Regions from separate parts of the Mus musculus genome. Here all the other regions are linked to region 1. Evidence: chromatin contacts called from public Hi-C, HiChIP or PLAC-seq and promoter capture Hi-C data. All regions are on one chromosome and are shown on one strand. The core of a region is the stretch at or near the end of the contact, and the rest is flanking DNA. Distances in the headings are between cores, read along the strand shown. Region 1 holds the start of Wdyhv1 (WDYHV motif containing 1). Region 2 overlaps Fam91a1 (family with sequence similarity 91, member A1). Region 3 overlaps Fer1l6 (fer-1-like 6 (C. elegans)). Region 4 overlaps Gm35682 (a long non-coding RNA gene).

Evidence for each region. Promoter capture Hi-C pulls out the DNA fragments that hold promoters and counts their contacts. A called contact is a pair of places that touch in the nucleus more often than the background predicts. HiChIP or PLAC-seq counts read pairs in DNA pulled down with a chosen protein or histone mark.
Region 2: an H3K27ac HiChIP or PLAC-seq map of extraembryonic endoderm stem cells shows a contact between it and region 1. The contact joins the enhancer-like site here to the promoter of Wdyhv1 in region 1. A contact is called at or near these places in 16 of 39 promoter capture datasets (the 3T3-L1 cell line, the HPC-7 cell line, cranial neural crest and 9 more), 1 of 15 datasets of contacts at CTCF or cohesin (the NIH/3T3 cell line), 2 of 484 Hi-C or Micro-C datasets (bone marrow-derived macrophages and nephron progenitors), 28 of 115 datasets of contacts at active chromatin or transcription factors (the 230-238 cell line, T-cell acute lymphoblastic leukemia, acute myeloid leukemia and 20 more) and 4 of 9 other capture datasets (adipose tissue, liver, macrophages and 1 more).
Region 3: a Hi-C map of the G1E-ER4 cell line shows a contact between it and region 1, with 4 times the contacts expected there. The contact joins the enhancer-like site here to the promoter of Wdyhv1 in region 1. A contact is called at or near these places in 5 of 39 promoter capture datasets (the 3T3-L1 cell line, the C10 cell line, cranial neural crest and 1 more), 2 of 484 Hi-C or Micro-C datasets (the G1E-ER4 cell line and immediate neuronal precursor), 4 of 115 datasets of contacts at active chromatin or transcription factors (the 230-238 cell line, large pre-B cells, memory CD8 T cells and 1 more) and 2 of 9 other capture datasets (adipose tissue and macrophages).
Region 4: a promoter capture Hi-C map of hippocampal neurons shows a contact between it and region 1, with 2.2 times the contacts expected there. The contact joins the enhancer-like site here to the promoter of Wdyhv1 in region 1. A contact is called at or near these places in 3 of 39 promoter capture datasets (hippocampal neurons and liver), 3 of 115 datasets of contacts at active chromatin or transcription factors (embryonic forebrain, embryonic limb bud and forebrain) and 1 of 9 other capture datasets (liver).

The regions. Positions count from the first base shown.
Region 1 is chr15:58,138,938-58,142,901 of GRCm38.p6, forward strand. Wdyhv1 (WDYHV motif containing 1) reads left to right here and starts at 2,429. Exons shown (of 6, transcript NM_029734.2): 1 at 2,429-2,644. The coding sequence starts at 2,556.
Region 2 is chr15:58,431,079-58,435,114 of GRCm38.p6, forward strand. Fam91a1 (family with sequence similarity 91, member A1) reads left to right here. Exons shown (of 24, transcript NM_145959.3): 12 at 128-243; 13 at 1,437-1,549; 14 at 1,816-1,902; 15 at 3,586-3,718. Among named protein-coding and RNA genes, the nearest start is that of Fam91a1, 18 kb to the left of the region's middle. Within about 2 kb of position 1,628, at least 18 of the 459 cell types and tissues checked have an H3K27ac peak or open chromatin away from gene starts, as enhancers often do. A contact at or near this core is called in extraembryonic endoderm stem cells, where this site is marked.
Region 3 is chr15:58,577,663-58,581,698 of GRCm38.p6, forward strand. It overlaps Fer1l6 (fer-1-like 6 (C. elegans)), which reads left to right. Exons shown (of 41, transcript NM_001370912.1): 16 at 213-303. Among named protein-coding and RNA genes, the nearest start is that of Gm36451, 17 kb to the right of the region's middle. Within about 2 kb of position 2,284, at least 14 of the 459 cell types and tissues checked have an H3K27ac peak or open chromatin away from gene starts, as enhancers often do.
Region 4 is chr15:57,636,374-57,640,624 of GRCm38.p6, forward strand. All of the region lies in intron 1 of Gm35682 (a long non-coding RNA gene), which reads right to left. Among named protein-coding and RNA genes, the nearest start is that of Gm35682, 22 kb to the right of the region's middle. Within about 2 kb of position 2,983, at least 14 of the 459 cell types and tissues checked have an H3K27ac peak or open chromatin away from gene starts, as enhancers often do. A contact at or near this core is called in hippocampal neurons, where this site is marked.

The DNA of each region.
Region 1 (3,964 bases), core at 1,179-3,678:
TATGCCATGTTAGGTGTTATTTCCTGGTTACTATTTTCTTTTTTTCTTTCTTTCTTTTTTTTTTTTTTTAACAACAGGAATCAATTTTTATTTATTTATTTATTTATTTATTTATTTATTTATTATATGTAAGTACACTGTAGCTGTCTTCAGACGCACCAGAAGAGGGCATCAGATCTCTGTTACAGGTGGTGAGCCACCATGTGGTTGCTGGGATTTGAACTTCGGACCTTTGGAAGAGCAGTCGGGTGCTCTTACCCCCTGAGCCATCTCACCAGCCCCTCCTGGTTACTATTTTCATTTGTATTTTTAACAATTCAGAAGTGGAGGGTACACTTGTGTATTTTCTTTAGAGAATTATTTATTTTGTTTCTATGAGTACACTATAGCTGTCTTCAGACACACCAGAAGTAGGCATCAGATCCTATTATAGATGGTTGTGAGCCACCATGTTCTTGCTGGGACTTGAACTCAGGACCTCTGGAAGAGCAGGCAGTGCCCTTAACTGCTAAGCCATCTCTCCAGCCCTATACTTGTGACTTTAAGGGTGGACCATGGTGTGTGTGGGTAGGTGAGTAGGGCTGGATGTTGTGTGAGGCAGATGAGGGCGAGTCTGAGAAGCAGCAGGGCTGATTCTCATAGCACCTGGGGCAAAAGTGCTATGGAGGGAGGAAAGAGGATAGAAGGTGTACTGGCTGGTTTTGTGTGTCAACTGGACACAGGCTGGAGTTATCACAGAGAAAGGAGCCTCGGTTGAGGAAATGCCTCCGTGAGATCCAGCTGTAAGGTGTTTTCTCAATTAGTGATCCAGGGCAGAAGAGGGCCCATTGTGAGTGATGCCATCCCTGGGCTGGTAGTCTTGGATTCTATAAGAAAGCAAGCTGAGCAAGGCAGGGGAAGCGAGCCAGTAAGTAACATCCCTCCATGGCCTCTGCATCAGCTCCTGCTTCCTGACTTCCTTTGGTGATGAACAGGAATGTGAAAGTGTAAGCTGAATAAACCCTTTCCTCCCCAACTTGCTTTTCCTTGCTTCTCGGTCATGATGTTTGTGCAGGAATAGAAACCCTGATTAAGACAGAAGGCCATTGCTGTCCACACACAACTGCAAGCAGGCTTCCCCAAGTTCTGGTGTCTGTCCAGAGCTGACTCCACTGGAGGGCAGGATGATCACACAACTAGCTCTGGTCCCTTCTAGAAACTGCAGGGATCCTCTTTCCCTTGCAATCTCTTTCCATCCTTCTACTGAGAAAGCTTAACTTCACACTCACTTTGTACTAACCAAGAGAGGCTTCATGACTGCCACTCCCTGCCTCCCAGCCTCTGTTGAAGGGAGTATTCAAGCTGAAACAATAAATTGGTAACAGACACAAACACATGTTTAGTTTGTAGGATTTATGGGTTTTGGACAGCAGCTGAAGTTCACCAGAATACCACCAGCACAGCACTTTATGGGGTTGGGGTCTCAGAAGGCTGAGAGTCTGTGGGTGGCCTATAATCTAATCTTAAGAAGTCCAGCGTTTGCAGGGAGGTTCTCTGAGCACTTAAGGCACACACAGGAGACTGGGATGTCTATAGAGACAGTTCTCTATGTCTTTAATTCACTATGCATAAACACTGTTTTAGCAATTTGGTGTCTTCTCTTTTGAAAATAAATATGATTAACACAAAATGCTATCCAGACTCTTTAAATCTTTTTTTTTTTAAAAGAAAAATTCTTTTGTAGTCTAGGATCACCTTGCATTAGAAGCAATCCTCCTGCTTCAGTCTCCTGCATGCAAGGACTTTAGGTGTCTGTCACCACACCTGGTTAAAACTTTTTTTCTTTAAAATACACACACACACACGGAGAGGGAGAGAGATCCAGATGAGAAGAAATTAAATTACAATATGGTGAGATCTGGGTGCACTGCACTAACACCCCCCCCCCCCCCCCCCGTTCGCCTTTCTTTCTCAGTTCCTGCTCTAAAGGTTCAGCTTTCGTGCGTGCCCAAGCATCTCTTAGTTTAGAGTTTCTTCTGGTTTCACACAGCGGGCAACCTTAGCTGGAGTTTTAAGTGTATCCGGAAGCTCATATCTAAACACTGGCAACAACACAAGCAATCCCTCCATGGGAGGGCGACTAGGTCTACGCAGCGTAGCTCAAGAACAGGTTCGGTTTGGGGTCCGGGTGGTGGGGGGGGCGGGGCGAGAGGGAAGCCTCTAAGTGCATCCCGCTCTGCCACAGGCTCCACCCACCACGCAAAACCTGGCAAGAACTACACAGTTCAAGTCATCCTAAGATTCGCATTCCCAGCCCCCTCTCCACCAGCCTCGCCCCACCCCCACCCCCCTCAGATCCCACTCATTCTCTCAGGCCCCGCCCACCCGGAACCACGCAGGCTTCGTCATCCCGGGCTCCGCCCTCACGCTGCACGGGGCCCCGCCCACCCGGCTCTCGGCTCTCCCACCCGGAAACTGTCCTGGCCGCCTACTCTGTTGTCCTCTCCTCCTGGGAGACTGGCGACAATTGCGGCCAGCGGGTTGTTTAGTTGACCTGTGAGCCACAGCTTCGGGTCATGGAGGGGGACGGCCCCGCCGCCACGGCCCCGCAGTACCAGCCGGTCTGTCCTACGCGGGACGCATGTGTCTACAACAGCTGCTATTGGTGAGAGAGCGCGGGCGCGGACCCCGGGAATCTGCGCGGTTTCGCGCGCCGCCACCAATGCGCCCCTCTCCTGGATGCTCCCCTGAGTGCTGCTGCTGGCCTACACTGCCCGGGTTTAGCGCCGGGATGAGGAGGGTGGGGAACGCATTTCTGGTCTCCTTAGCTGAGCCTGAGCAGTGGGGTGAAGTCGGGGCGTCTTAGTGCATAGGGACAAGGGAGGGAGGGGAGTTAGGCTGGAGACCCAATGGTAACTGTTGAAGTCTGCATTGATTCAGGTTGAAGTATACGTCTTTATAATTTTAAAGACAATGGAGACACAGAATTTGTGGTAGTAGGAAATCCAGTTCAGGCAACTGGCTACCCTGATTACCTTACTGGCATTACCTTACTGGCCATATGATAATGGTTGCATTTGCACCATCCTTGCCATATGCTAGGCATTGTTTTGCGTGCATGGTGTAAATTAACTCAGTTGAACCTCACAGTAATCCCAAGAGGTAGGTACTGGTGTGATTGCAGCTTGGAAGAACTCTGAGGTACTGAAGGGTGTGCTGCTGTTTTACACAAGGCCCCGGGATTGTGAGGTTAGTGTCCTAGGCTGCTTGTGCAAACACCGTTCACCTTGCCTTTTTTGTCCCTAGGCCTCATCTTCCTTTTGTGTAGGGACTGCTATCCCAACTCAGGAGAAACCTCAGGATCATTTAAATAGACTCCTCTCAACTCTAGCTGGTCACTCAAACAAGGACTCTAAGAACTTAGCATTCAGCTGTGACTGACCAGTGACCACTTTAGCTCAAGTCCAAGTGCTTGCCCTGGTTCTCAATCTTCCAGGGCTGTGACCCTTTAATACAGATCTTCTTGTTGTGGTGACCCACAGCTGTAAAAACTTCGTTGCTATTTCACAACTAATTTTGCTACTGTTAAGAATCGTAGTGTAAATATCTGATATTCAACGCCATGACCCACAGATTGAGAACAGGGGGTGGTAGAGCGATGTCTTGGAGACAGGTTCTGTGGTAATTATTGACACTACAAAGGCTGAACTATAGAATGGTTGTGGTTTGTCCCAGACCACACAACTAAGTGGAATGAGATCTGGAGTCTACATGGTGGTTGGGAGTCCTTCTTTTTTAGCTGTTGCATTATAGATCTGCTCCGCCTGGTTTCCAAATCCTGCTAGTTTTTATCTGGAACATTTACTCTGTGTCTTCCATTTATTTAGTAAATATTTCGTAGGGATGTGAAATGTATGTTGGTTGATTCTATGCACAGAGGATAGAGCAGTAAACAAGGTAGATAAATTTCCTGGCAGTGCCAAGG
Region 2 (4,036 bases), core at 378-2,877, 290 kb after region 1:
CTCAGATGTGTGCATTGGCTTATGTTCGGGTGGATTGTTCACAGTTGCAAGTACCAACTTCAGTAGCTGTGTTCACGTGAGATCATTTATGTGCTTTTAAAAACATGAATGTATTTTTCATTAATAGGAGCACATTAGACCCACAAAAGATGCTCTTATCGTGGGATGGCGGGGAGAGTAGGAGTCCCGTGCAAGAAGCCTCTTCTGCTACTGACACAGACACAAATAGTCAAGAGGATCCAGGTCAGCAGCCGCTCACCTCAGTGTGCTTTACAGTCTGTCTGTCGGTGCGCCCTATGTCCAGACACAGCCCTGCATCTCCTTTATAGCTCTGCTTTTGGCTTCCTATGTGGTGTGCAGTCTGAGTCCTTACCAGTGTTGTGAACACCGAAGGTATAGGACAAATAAGAACGTGGCATTTACTGTCAGGAAGTTAAGTTGAGGGAGGAAGGGATGGAGTATAGCCCCCCAACATAAATAGTCGTAGTGTCTGGGGCTGCAAAAATAAACAAAGTCCCAACCTTTGCCTTCAGGAATAGGATGTGGTTAGAGCGGCTGTGAATTCACTGGTCACACAGGAAAGGCCATGTTAGCCAGAGAGAGAGTGCCAGCTAAGGCCAAAGGGAGACGCTGAGGGTACTCGGAGCCTGGGCTGGCCTTTCTCCTGTTCTGCCTGTCACCTGGGCCACACACTCAGGAACATAAGCCTGTTGGTAGTGCTTATTGAGCTGATGATTACCAAGGATGTTTGTTTATGGTTTTCAAGGAAATTAACTGTGCTTGTAGGCTTTTCTCTTGCTCTGATAAAACACCAAGACCAAAAGCAACTTGAGGAGGAAAAGGGTTTATTTGAGCTTCCAGCTCACAGCCCGTTGTGAAGGGAAGCCAAGACAGAAACAAGCAGGAGTTCAGGCAAAGGCCCCTGAGGAGTGCTGCTCACTGGTTTGCTCCCCAGGCTCCAGCTCTTTCTCATACTTCCCAGGACCATCTGCACAGAGCTGGGCCCTCCCACATCAATCAGTAGTCAAGAAAATGCCCCACTTATGTGCCTTCAGGCTAGTGTCTCAGAGATATTTTCTCAATTGAGATTCTCCCTTCTTCAGTGATCCTGGCTTGTATCAGTTTGATTTGACAAACTAGCGCAAGAACACAAATCTAAATGTCTTAAAAAAAAAAAAAAGAAAGAAAGAAATGGTACATATCTGTAATCTTTGTACCAGGGAGCTAGATGCAGGAGGATTGGAATTCAAGGCCAGTCCTTGCTACATAGTGAGACCCTGATGCAAAATACTTGAATATCTTAAGACTATGGTATTGGTTATATTTAATTAAGTTTGTTTGGCTGTTCAGATAAAGCTGAAGCAAAAACTTAGTTCAGAAGATAAGCAAAGAAGGCTTTCATTGACTTGATTCCATATTTCATTTTTTTCTTTCAGCTGACACGGCCAGTGTGAGCAGTTTGAGTCTGTCCACTGGGTACACAAAGCGAATTGCATTCCTGTTTGACTCCACTCTGACTGCATTCTTAATGATGGGAAACCTTTCACCGGTGAGTGGTATGCTGTGGGTGTAACGAGGTTTCAGTAAAGATAAGATATAAAGTCATTTGCTGCTGTGCAAATGTCTTTAAGATTAGAACAGGTCCTGAAAGCAGCCAGCTGTGTTACATTCCTGTGAGCAGTGTGAGTGTCCAATGAGGAGTGAAGCACACGCTCACGTTGCCTGTCCTTCAGTTTTAATGTAGTAGAAGCATAGTAAATGTTGTTAGCATAAAAAAAGGAAAAGCAGAGTTTAATAATGTGCTTCTTTTTGCAGAACTTGAAAAGCCACGCAGTCACCATGTTTGAAGTAGGCAAACTCTCAGATGAGTCTCTGGACAGCTTCCTTATAGAATTAGAGAAGGTGAGTGCCCTGGGCTGCCCGTCTGGGACCTTTCCTACTGCACACCAGGGCGGCTCTCCAGTGTACATGCTCCTTGTCCTGGAGCTTGGGATATTCCTGCTGCTTCCTGTCTCTGCTCTACCCCATCTTCTCCTGTGGAGCTCTTTAGACGTCAGCACAGTGAAGGAGTGAATGAGTTCTGTGATTTGTAAGGTGACATGACTAACTTCTAATATGATTTGATATGCTGAGAAACAGGGTAGAGATATTTTAGCCCGTGTACTGTCTATAATCTTTTCTATCTAGCCTTTTATTATTTTTAATTTGATAGGACTGAGGTAAGGTCTGAGGCTGTTGTTATTTAAGTTTTTGTTCCTGTTGTTTTTAATGTGGAGCGGTGTTCCTGAGTGTTATAGTTATGCCTGCTGTATTGTCTCTCCCTGTGAGTGAGTGAGCCCAGTCCCTCACGCTGCTGCTGCTTCTCACTGCTTTCATCCTGGCCCCTGGTCTTTGTGTTCTCTTTGTCAGACCTGCAACCTGGCTAATAGTTTAAGTAGATTTTTGTGGTTTAGTTATGAATTTTATATGTTAAATGTTCAATTTAGAGAATTTGTAGTGGTTTTGTAATTCCTTTAGTCATAAATAAATAGGTTTTTACTATTCCATAGGAATTTTATATTCATTAGTGCAAAAAATATATGAAATAATACTGTTGTAATAAATGTTTAATGTCAGTTGGGGGTTTCTATCCATCCTTTGATCATTCAGTTCCCAGATAAAAGACATACAACTTTTATATTTATAATAAGCCTTTAACGCATTAGAGCTAGGCATATATCTATCCTCTAAGCTACTAAAACCCCCTTCCTCACTAATAATGCTGAGTTATAACTTGCCTTGTTCCATGTGGGCAGCTCTTAACCCCCATTGGCCAGTGCTCATGGCGGTGTGTTCATGACTCACATGTCCCATGGCATCTTCTCTCCCCACCTTCTCTCTCCCCTGCACCCCCTCCCCTCATGGTTCTCTTCAGACCCCAAGCCTGGGAACCCAAACTCGGCCTCCCTCTCTTCTTCCCAGCAATAGGCTGTGGGCATCTTTATTCAGTCAGTAGTTCTCAATTAAGAAGCAAGGTCACATAGCACCACTTGGTGTACACGTGGATTCTCTTGTCCCTGGGCAGCCCTTGGGCCAGTATTTAGTGGTACAATAAAGAGCAACAGACCAAACCTCAACATAATACCTACCAATTGGTTTTGTGTTTGTAATCTCCATTCCTTATTCTTCCAGATGTTTTGTTAGTTATGGTTTTTATCTCTTACTGTACACTTCATGTTCTGATCTGATTATTCTTGTATGCTTTTTTTGAATGAAGCAGAACTGGCTTTGGAACTTTTCCCTCTTTGAATCATACAGAGGACACAAAGCTTATAAACTGTGCTACTCTGGTTTATTCCGTTGTTAAAATTGTTGTACTTGGAGGCCTCCCAGTCATCCTTTAGATGATGGGACTTACTCACAGTTGGGTGAGGTGATTGGCTTCAGTATTTCCTGGGCAAGTTTTTGAATTACAGTTTTAGTTTTGGTGTTGTTGTTATTGTTTTTTAATATCTAATAATTTAATAACCTGTGTTAGTTACATGATTATTAGTGTGAATAGCATGAGAGTGGTGTTTAAAGAAAATCTGTTTTCTCTTGGTTTAGGTTCAGAGCACTGGTGAAGGAGAAGCACAGAGATACTTTGACCACGCACTTACTCTGAGGAACACTATCCTCTTCCTGCGTCATAATAAGGATCTGGTGGCTCAGACCTCTCAGCCAGACCAGCCCAACTATGGTACGGAAGGAGACACAGCAGTGATCATCTTCCCCATCTCCTTATTTGTCAGACACTGTTTCAGACATGCTGTCGCTGGCACACAGGACCTGTAGCTGGAAGCCTGCTCTCTGAGTACCTTATCAGCTGTTTCTCTCCTTTCACTCTCCTCTTCTCTTCTCCTGTATTACTGACATTTGTTAAATCTGCTTAGGACTTACAGAAAGGCTATAGAAGTAGTTATTCCTGAAGCTGTTAGACTTCACAGCTCAGTAGATGGTCAACACAAAATCAACTCAGTGGACACTTCATAGTCCTTTGTCTGGACATCCTTTGTAT
Region 3 (4,036 bases), core at 1,034-3,533, 440 kb after region 1:
CTAATGCAGGGCCTGGGTATCATTTTCAATTTTTTTCTTAGTTAGAAACAATTAGCACACCATTGTTTGAACCTAAATTTAAAAACCTGGGTTTTGTGGATCTACCAACTTTTCATTGTGCGACAGAGAGTAGATTTTTTTTTCTCCAAATCTCTGGAATCACACAAATGGATTTTCACTAAGCAAGCTGCAAAACGGATCTTCTCTTTCAGAGTTTTTATCTCTGAAGCAGAAAAGAAGCCAAAGACGCTGAACCAAACTGCATTAGATAAGAAACGACTCACGCTCTGCTGGCAAGAGCTGGTATGTGCAAACCTATTTATATTTTGAACACAGCTAAAGCATGTGATTTAAAAATAAACCTCACAGATGCCGCATAGGTCGCAGGGCAGACAAGGACAAGGTTTAAAGGACATATTTTTCTGTGAGGTAGAAACAGCAGTGGAAGAGAATGTGTGTTGGCTAGGAACTCATCTCTTGGAGATTCATGGTGATGAGCTACAAGTCCAGGAGCTCAACTTCTTATTCACATGGAGTCCCCTGCCCTTGTTGATTTCTTCCGAAATTTGCACTTTGCTAAAGCTGGGCATTTAGGAAAAATAGATGCTCTTCCAGAGGACCTGGGTTTGAGTCTTAGCACATGGAGGCTCACAACTGTCAGATCCGGAAGATTTGCTGCCCTCTTCTGGCCCCAGCCGTCATTACACATGCAGATAAACCATGCACACACATTTTCCTTTCAAGGCTAGGCTGCTAGATTCTTTCACCTTGATGTCTGTCCCACAAACAAGAAGCTAAAAGAAGTAACAATTTTCTCCTCTCTCCCCACTGAAAATCCGGGTTAAGGGTTGCCAGACTTCTGGAGGACAGGTGGCTACTGATGCCCCTCTGTGCCCTGCCTACTAGCACGGTGTTTGTAGATGCTTAAAGATACCTTACAGATGCTCAGTCCTTGTGGAATGAGTGATGGCTGAAAAATGCCAGCCCAAGTCAGACAGACCCTGAAATATCTGACTGTAAAGTCCCACCAATAACACACAAGGGACATTTGGGCAACGCTGTGATAATTCTATTAATAGAAATCTCTTAATATTTGACTTGTGTCAGGGGGATTAAAAGATATGATCAGGATTCAGAAAGATCAATTTTTTTAAAACCCTAACTAATCCAAGTCCAGAGGCTAAAGCTAAACCCTTCCTTCATCTTTCTTTCTAGAATATTTATTGCCTGTCCCCTAGGATGTTCACGGAAGCTGGCTTCCATCATCCTCCAGGTCTTCCTGCTTGGTCCTCCCTCTGGTCCTCTAGTTGACTATGCTGCCTATGCCTTGACTCCATTGCATATTCTCGGCAGAGCTCTGCCTGCTTCTTGCCTACCAACTCTGGCTGGACCAAGTCCACAACATCAGTGTCTTTATAGTGCCTTGTATTTGTTACTCTTCTCACCACAGTGAAAGGGTTTATTCCGGCTGGGCTTTGAAAGGTTAATGCTCAGTCATGGCAGGACAGGGGTGGTGGTGTGCATGGCTGAGGGAGTGTGTAGCTGAGGCACTTCCCATCTCATAGATCATGAAGCAGAGAGAAGGATGACAATGTTCGGTGGGCTTCCTCCCTTTTATTCAGATTAGGTTTCTCAGCAGATGACAGTGACCAGCCCAGCCATTCAGGCTTAGCTCTTCTCTCCTCCTTAGAAACCCCCCCACGTACTTACTCAAAGCTGTGATTCATCAATGCCCAAGGTATTTAATTGAGTTGCCAATAAAACGTCACCATCTTAGTCTCACGTCTCTTGTCTCTAGGGCAGTATCTCTTGCCTCCTAAAGGAAACCAGATGTCTTGGAACACTTCCCACTCAGTATCTTCTACCGATCTACACCTTTCCCAACTTTCTTCTCCTTCCTGTATTGGGATACCCAGCTGTACTTACTGATTCAACCACAAGCCTGTGATCAATGGTGACTTTTTAATCCCTCATTTTAAACCATCCGTGCAACCCTAGATCCTGTTGATTCTCCCCCTTAAGCATTCCAGAACTTACTTCACTACTCGAGCCCCTGAGAACCTCTGGTATAGACTTTGCAGTAGACTTCCTCTAGCTTATCTTCCATTCAAGAATCAAAATGGCTTTTAAAACAAAATGCAAGGTGATTACTTGTTCTTAGCAAATCACTGAAGTTTGTCGATGTTAATAAAGTCTGGATTCCCTTTGCACGGCATGCAGAGCAAACAGTGTATGACCTAGCATTGTGGCCTTGTCCTGCAGTGTGCCCTCACTCTGGAATTGTGTTCTGACCAGCTGGACGCTTGCTGCTTGTATATCTGCACATGTGACTGCTCCCTCTGTCAGGGCTGTCATTTGTTTAATTACTGACTGATGGATTCCATATGGGTCAGGTCAGATTGAGATCCTCCGGGAAGCTTGGCTTCCCCCGTGTCTGATCTCATGAGGCTTTATACATTTATTTGTATATATTGCTTTCATTTCACAAAACTGTCAAAAGAACCATAGTGTACAGCTGTGTTCTCGGTACCTGGCAGACAGCAGGTATTCATTCTTTTGGTCAGCATTACCAGAAGGCTTCTTATATGTTGGGCACAGACAAAGTGCTAGGAACACAAAGCTGAAAGTTCTTAGTGTTTGTCCCTGAGGAATCCATAAATGGCCTTGCTTATTCATTCTGAACTTACTTACTACCCTCTGTGTGCCCAGGAGGTACCGTATGTCACAATGGTTGTTCAGGATAAGGACAAGGCAGGAACCCCCTGTCCAACTGCAGATTGGACAGGAGAAGACAGAATGCAGGCAGGCAAACGACACAGACATAAAAATAATCTTAGGTTGTGATTATGAAGGGAAACTCGCCAAACCCACAGAGAACAGGAAAATATTTGACAACCTATAATTCCGTGGCGACGTTTAAACCGAAGCTACATGAAGTCTAGAAAGAACATTTGTGCAATAAGATCTGTGTGTTATAGCCTTAGGGTAGAGCAGCCTTGGCATGCCCCAGGATCTCTTGAGGAGCCATGAGTCTGGGGCACAGTGGGAGAGGAGAGAACGCTATGAGACAGATAGAAAAGCACAGCCAGCTCACAGGGCCTTAGAAGGTACTGTAAAGACTGTTTTTATTTTTAAACAAATCCTGTAAGTATAGGTGGAATGAATGAGTAAAAGTAAGTATTGCCTTTGCTTCTTTCCTCCCTTCCTCTGTCCCTCCCTGTGCCCTCCTCCTCCATGTCCCTCCATGTCTTACAATACCTAACACAAGGCTGATCCCACATCTCCCAAAGGCAGAAGCATGAAGGCATCTCAAAGTTGACATCTGGCTTTAACTAGTCCTCTCTCCTACTCTCAGATTTCCTCCCCATCCCATATGCCTCACTGGGAAGGACATCCTCTAATCCTTCCTTTCTTGGCATGGTCTCATGTAGCCCAGGCTGAGCTCAAACTTTCTTTATGTAGTTGAGGATGGCCTCCCTCCCAGGTGCTGGAGTTACAGAGGTGTACCACCATGTCTGGGTTATAAAATGATGGTGTTTGGCATTTAACGCAGATGTTTCTCAGATGGCACCTTTGGCTGGAAGCATCCTTCATAGTTCTAAGTTGAGAAAGGGACATACATTCTGGACTGATCTGGAGATCGGGCCCAGGAGCTGTGTGGCTTTTTTTTTTTTTTCACCTTAAAATGGAAATCTTGGTACCCACCTCAGAAGGTCACTACGAAGAGTAATGAAAGAAAATTGCAGGCATAGAGTAATAACTCAACACAGCTTAGCTGTTGTTATTAGAGTTCTTATTAAGCACCAGGGAGCTTAGTTCAGCGACTGTCTCATAGTCACATGGTCTGGACACGCTTCTGCACTTCCTAGGTCTCAAACATCTCATCTATCTACCAAGGCAGAGATGGTACCTACTGTCTTTACTGTGGTAGATTTCTTGTGGACTCGGTAATCAACTCTACAGGCAAAGCTCACTGAGGATATGGGGAAGAAAGCTTTCCAGAGAGGGTGAGATGAGTGAATCGAACTCCTTTGTC
Region 4 (4,251 bases), core at 1,733-4,232, 500 kb before region 1:
CTCCTGCTCTGTAACTTCATCTTTTTCCTTAACACTTTCTTTTTAATGTTGATGATATCCAATCAATCGGTTTTATTTATGTGCTATGATTTCATATATATATATATGTATGTATATGTATATGTATATGTATATGTATATGTATATGTATTCTTCTTTTCCTAATACCTGGATACAGAAAATTTTCATATTAAATTTCTGGTCAATAATCAGAATTTAATAGCATCAACAAAAAACCATGTTGCAGATATATAGAGAAATGCAGCTGTGGATTTTAGGTGTGAAAATGTGCACTGTTCATCATTTGCATCATAACTAATAGATTGGAAACTTATCACTAGCTAAAACAGAAATACAACCTGACCCACAATAGCCCTGCCTCAACCAACAGAAGTAGAACAATGATCACTTCCATGTCGTTTGAGACCTTCATTCTGACACTAAACAAGCTTTGCCTTGTAAGACAGAAACCTGAAATGGGATAGATGATGGGCCACAGTCATATAGCCAAGAAGTCTTAGGATCGGCGTCAGGTAATTCCAAAACCCTTAAAACTGAGTTCTTGGTGTCTAGCAACAGAAACTGAAGTGGAGGAGTGGAGGGAGGGAGGGGGATGCAGGGAGGGAACAGTCACAGGTATTTATCAGAACCAAGCCAATAGCTAAACAGCCAGGTCTTGGAATGGGAGAAAATCAAGACGTTCAAGCATGCAGGAGCATGGATTTCCTAGACATAGTGTCTCCCCAATGGCCCTTTGCAGTGAAACATCTTCAGGCTGGACAAGACACCTGACGGACCTGTCATGGTCACTGAGAATGATGGCCAGGACTGTATACAATGAGGGGCATCTGCTCCACTCCCTGTTTGAAAGGGATGCTGACATCTGTTACCACAGGGAAAGAAAAGAAAGAATCCCACATCTGCACAGAACACAGTGGTCTACTGGCAGTGACTTCTAACACCTTCCCCACACGTACACGTTGAGAACTGCATTTCACCACCATGTGAACACACACACACACACACACACACACACACACACACACACGTATGTATGTATGTATGTATGTATGTATATATATTCATTCCAGGAGAGAGATTGCTCCCACAGTGAAATTATAGAAAACTCCATTATGTATCCCCAGAGAATACTATCTGCTATGCCTCACGTAACATATGTAGACATGATGTAAAACTCCCTTGAGCCAGATGAGCCTGGAGAAATACATCTACTTACTTCCCCCACAGAATCGGACTCTCACCCAAGGGTTTGGGTCCATCTGATTTATGCTGTAGGGTGAGCACAGAGGAGGAACCGGGGAAAGTAGCCAAAGGACATGCTAAGTGTGTGGTCACTGTAGACACTGGGTCCCCTTGCACAGGAGACACTCAAAGAACAGAGCAGGACGACCTCAGAACTGACCCATCAGTGGCCATCTGAGCTACTGATGGCTGCCCTTCTATACTGAGGAGAGAGACAGCGCCATTAGCTTTCTGGCCCTGCCTACTCCGTGTGAGGTTAAGCCTCCATGGGCCAAAGAGCAACCTTATAGCAAAGACACACTAGAAGCCTGGCGCTATACCTGAGTTGTCCACTGATGCTTTCTGGGGTAACCTGAGAAGACACAGGTTGAGAGTCTTTGTGAAATATAATTAGGAGGGAGAAGCAGGAGAAGACTCCCAACAGCCATTCTCAGCACAAACACCAGTTCCACCACACCCCACAGATGGGCACAATTCGCTTGATGCCATCACCTTAGAATGACCCAATGTCTTGGATTTTAGTCACCAAGTGCTTCTCAGACTGGCTACCTGTCTCTCTGCCTCAGCGTTGCTAAAGGGGATTGAGAAACCCAGCAGACAGTCTCTCAAGTCTGACCTGGTCCTTCTGGTTCCCAGCTGTCTTTATCCATCTCTCCCCCCTCAAGCCTAGAAGAGGCCTCTCCTCCTGTTAAGTTACCTGTGGAGATATCTGAGAACATGGATGGGATCCAATGCAAAAATTTTGGTGAAGCACCTAGCCTATGGCTGACTAAAATTGCTAACAATGGCCTGGCTTTCAGATCCAAGGAAAGGAACAGCAACAACGCTAGGCTGAGGGTAGAAAAATCCTGTTCTGCAATTCCTGAAGAGCATCATGCTCCTCATACTGCACAGTGACTCAGCCCAGGTACCTTCAAAGGGCTAGGGTTGATCCTAGACCTGTGTGTGTGTGTGTGTGTGTGTGTGTGTGTGTGTGTGTGTGTGTGTATGTTGTATGTGTGTGTGTGTTTCTCCAAATTCTAAGACATAAGAAATATAAAGTATGATCAGTAGGACAGGAAGGAAGGAATAACATTACTTTGTATATGTTTTGTTCTTGGTGGTTTGATTCATCAAATAAACCCTTTGTACTTCATCCAATTCTCTCAGTAATGCTGTGTTTGCCATGACTGTACCCATCTCAAAAGTGGGAAACAGAAGCTTAGGATGGTCAATAAATGCATAAAAGTCCCTGCTGTCATGAGCAATAGGACCAAGACTGAGTCCAAAGGCCATGACTCTTTCACCCCACTGCACTGTCCTTCCAAAAGATGGACGCTAAGAGTGGAGGAATAAGGACAGAAACTCACCAGAGAAGCCAAGGCTGTTTCCCATAAGGAAAGCATGGTGGCAGATGAGAGTTGAGACTGTTTATAGCACTTAAAAAGTTGACGGAACTCTGAAGGGAGATAGCCTGCTGTCTACCCCTGTGCCAGCAACCTCTGCACTGTCCCTGCTCTAGGGGAAAGTCTCACATCCACAGTCAGCGAATGCTGTATTCCCAACCGGCCCTGAGCTGAGACTGGAAGCATCAGGCCAATCAGTTCCCGTCTGAGAGCCTCTCAGTGTGGTTAATCTTCCCCATCTTTGCCTGGTCTCCCAGCTATAGTCACTTGGGAGAATAAGCTAACGTCACAGCAAGCAGGCAAGCCTGATTTAGGCAACTGGTTTCTCTATTCTGAGCCTATTTGGCTCTCTAAGCCAGAAGCCCATATGGTTGGAGAGAGATCCTGCTGTTAACAGCCTCCTCTGGGACCCAAAGACAGGAGAAACCCTATCCATTTCTACTCTTCCGTGTTTGCTCCATGCGACTGAATTTTATTTAAGCACCGAATTTGGACGGGAAAATGGAATCTCAGTCGCTGCTTTCTGGGTTTATGTTTTCAGCATCATTACCAGGACCAATAAATTAGAGCAGTCTTCAAACAGAATAAGTCAAGACCCAAACCTCCAAGGCACGCTGCTTCCCAAGCCCAAAAAACATCTTCTCCTGAGTGTTAGAAAACTGTAGAGTTGAAAGGGGCCCCAGAGACACTTCTTAGAGAGGAAAGAGAAACCAAAGCCAAAACCAGGGCAGGGGCTTAGCTGATCTCATGACACAGAGGCATTGACCTCACATACTTAGGTCACAAAGCTGGCATCAAAGAAAGACCGGTGGAGCGGGTCTTTATTTGACAAAGTGTAGCCAGCACCCAGGGTCTAAGATGGGTGTTTCTAGGTTCTTGGCCTCTTATCCAAAGAAAGGAAAGTAAGAGCTAGACCAGATTAGCAAAAGTAGCAAGAAAACTTTATCCAGAGGCAAGCGATACACAGATTAGGAATACGCCGTTGAAATTAGCAGCCGGCTACTGTTTGAAGCTTCCCTTTATGGAGCTCAGGAGGAGGGGTTTGCTTACTAACAGGCATAGATAGTAAGGTGATCCTCTGTTTTGATTGAAAGGCTAGGGGTTTTTGTGTCCTTTCCCATAACGCATCTGATTTTAATCATATGCCCACACACTTGTGCATAGGCGTTCCATGGTAAAACGATGCTTCTCCCGAAGAGTACACAACTGAGGTCCCAGTTGTGCCTTACTCTACATGAATCCAAAATCGATTCAGCCAAAACTGGCCTTTCTAGTCTTCAAAACCGGATACATTGAGAAAATATTTTAACAGAAACTCAGTTTGATCGTTGTTAGGAGAGGAGAAATGTACCCTTTTGTTTGGAAGAGTACACCTGCAGCCCTGTGCAGATGCAAGTCAGGGGTTGTTAGAGGCATTGCTTGGAGAGGGATGTATGCACACTACATGCAGGGAATAAGCATAATGAGAAGGAAGGTGTGCATAATCCAAAACCAGATGGAGTCCCAGGAATATGTCACTGTTCCCTTTGCTTGCCTGCTTCTGAAGGTTGCCCTCTTATCCCTGGGACAGAGTCAGCTCTGAGGAACATGGTGGATGTAAAAC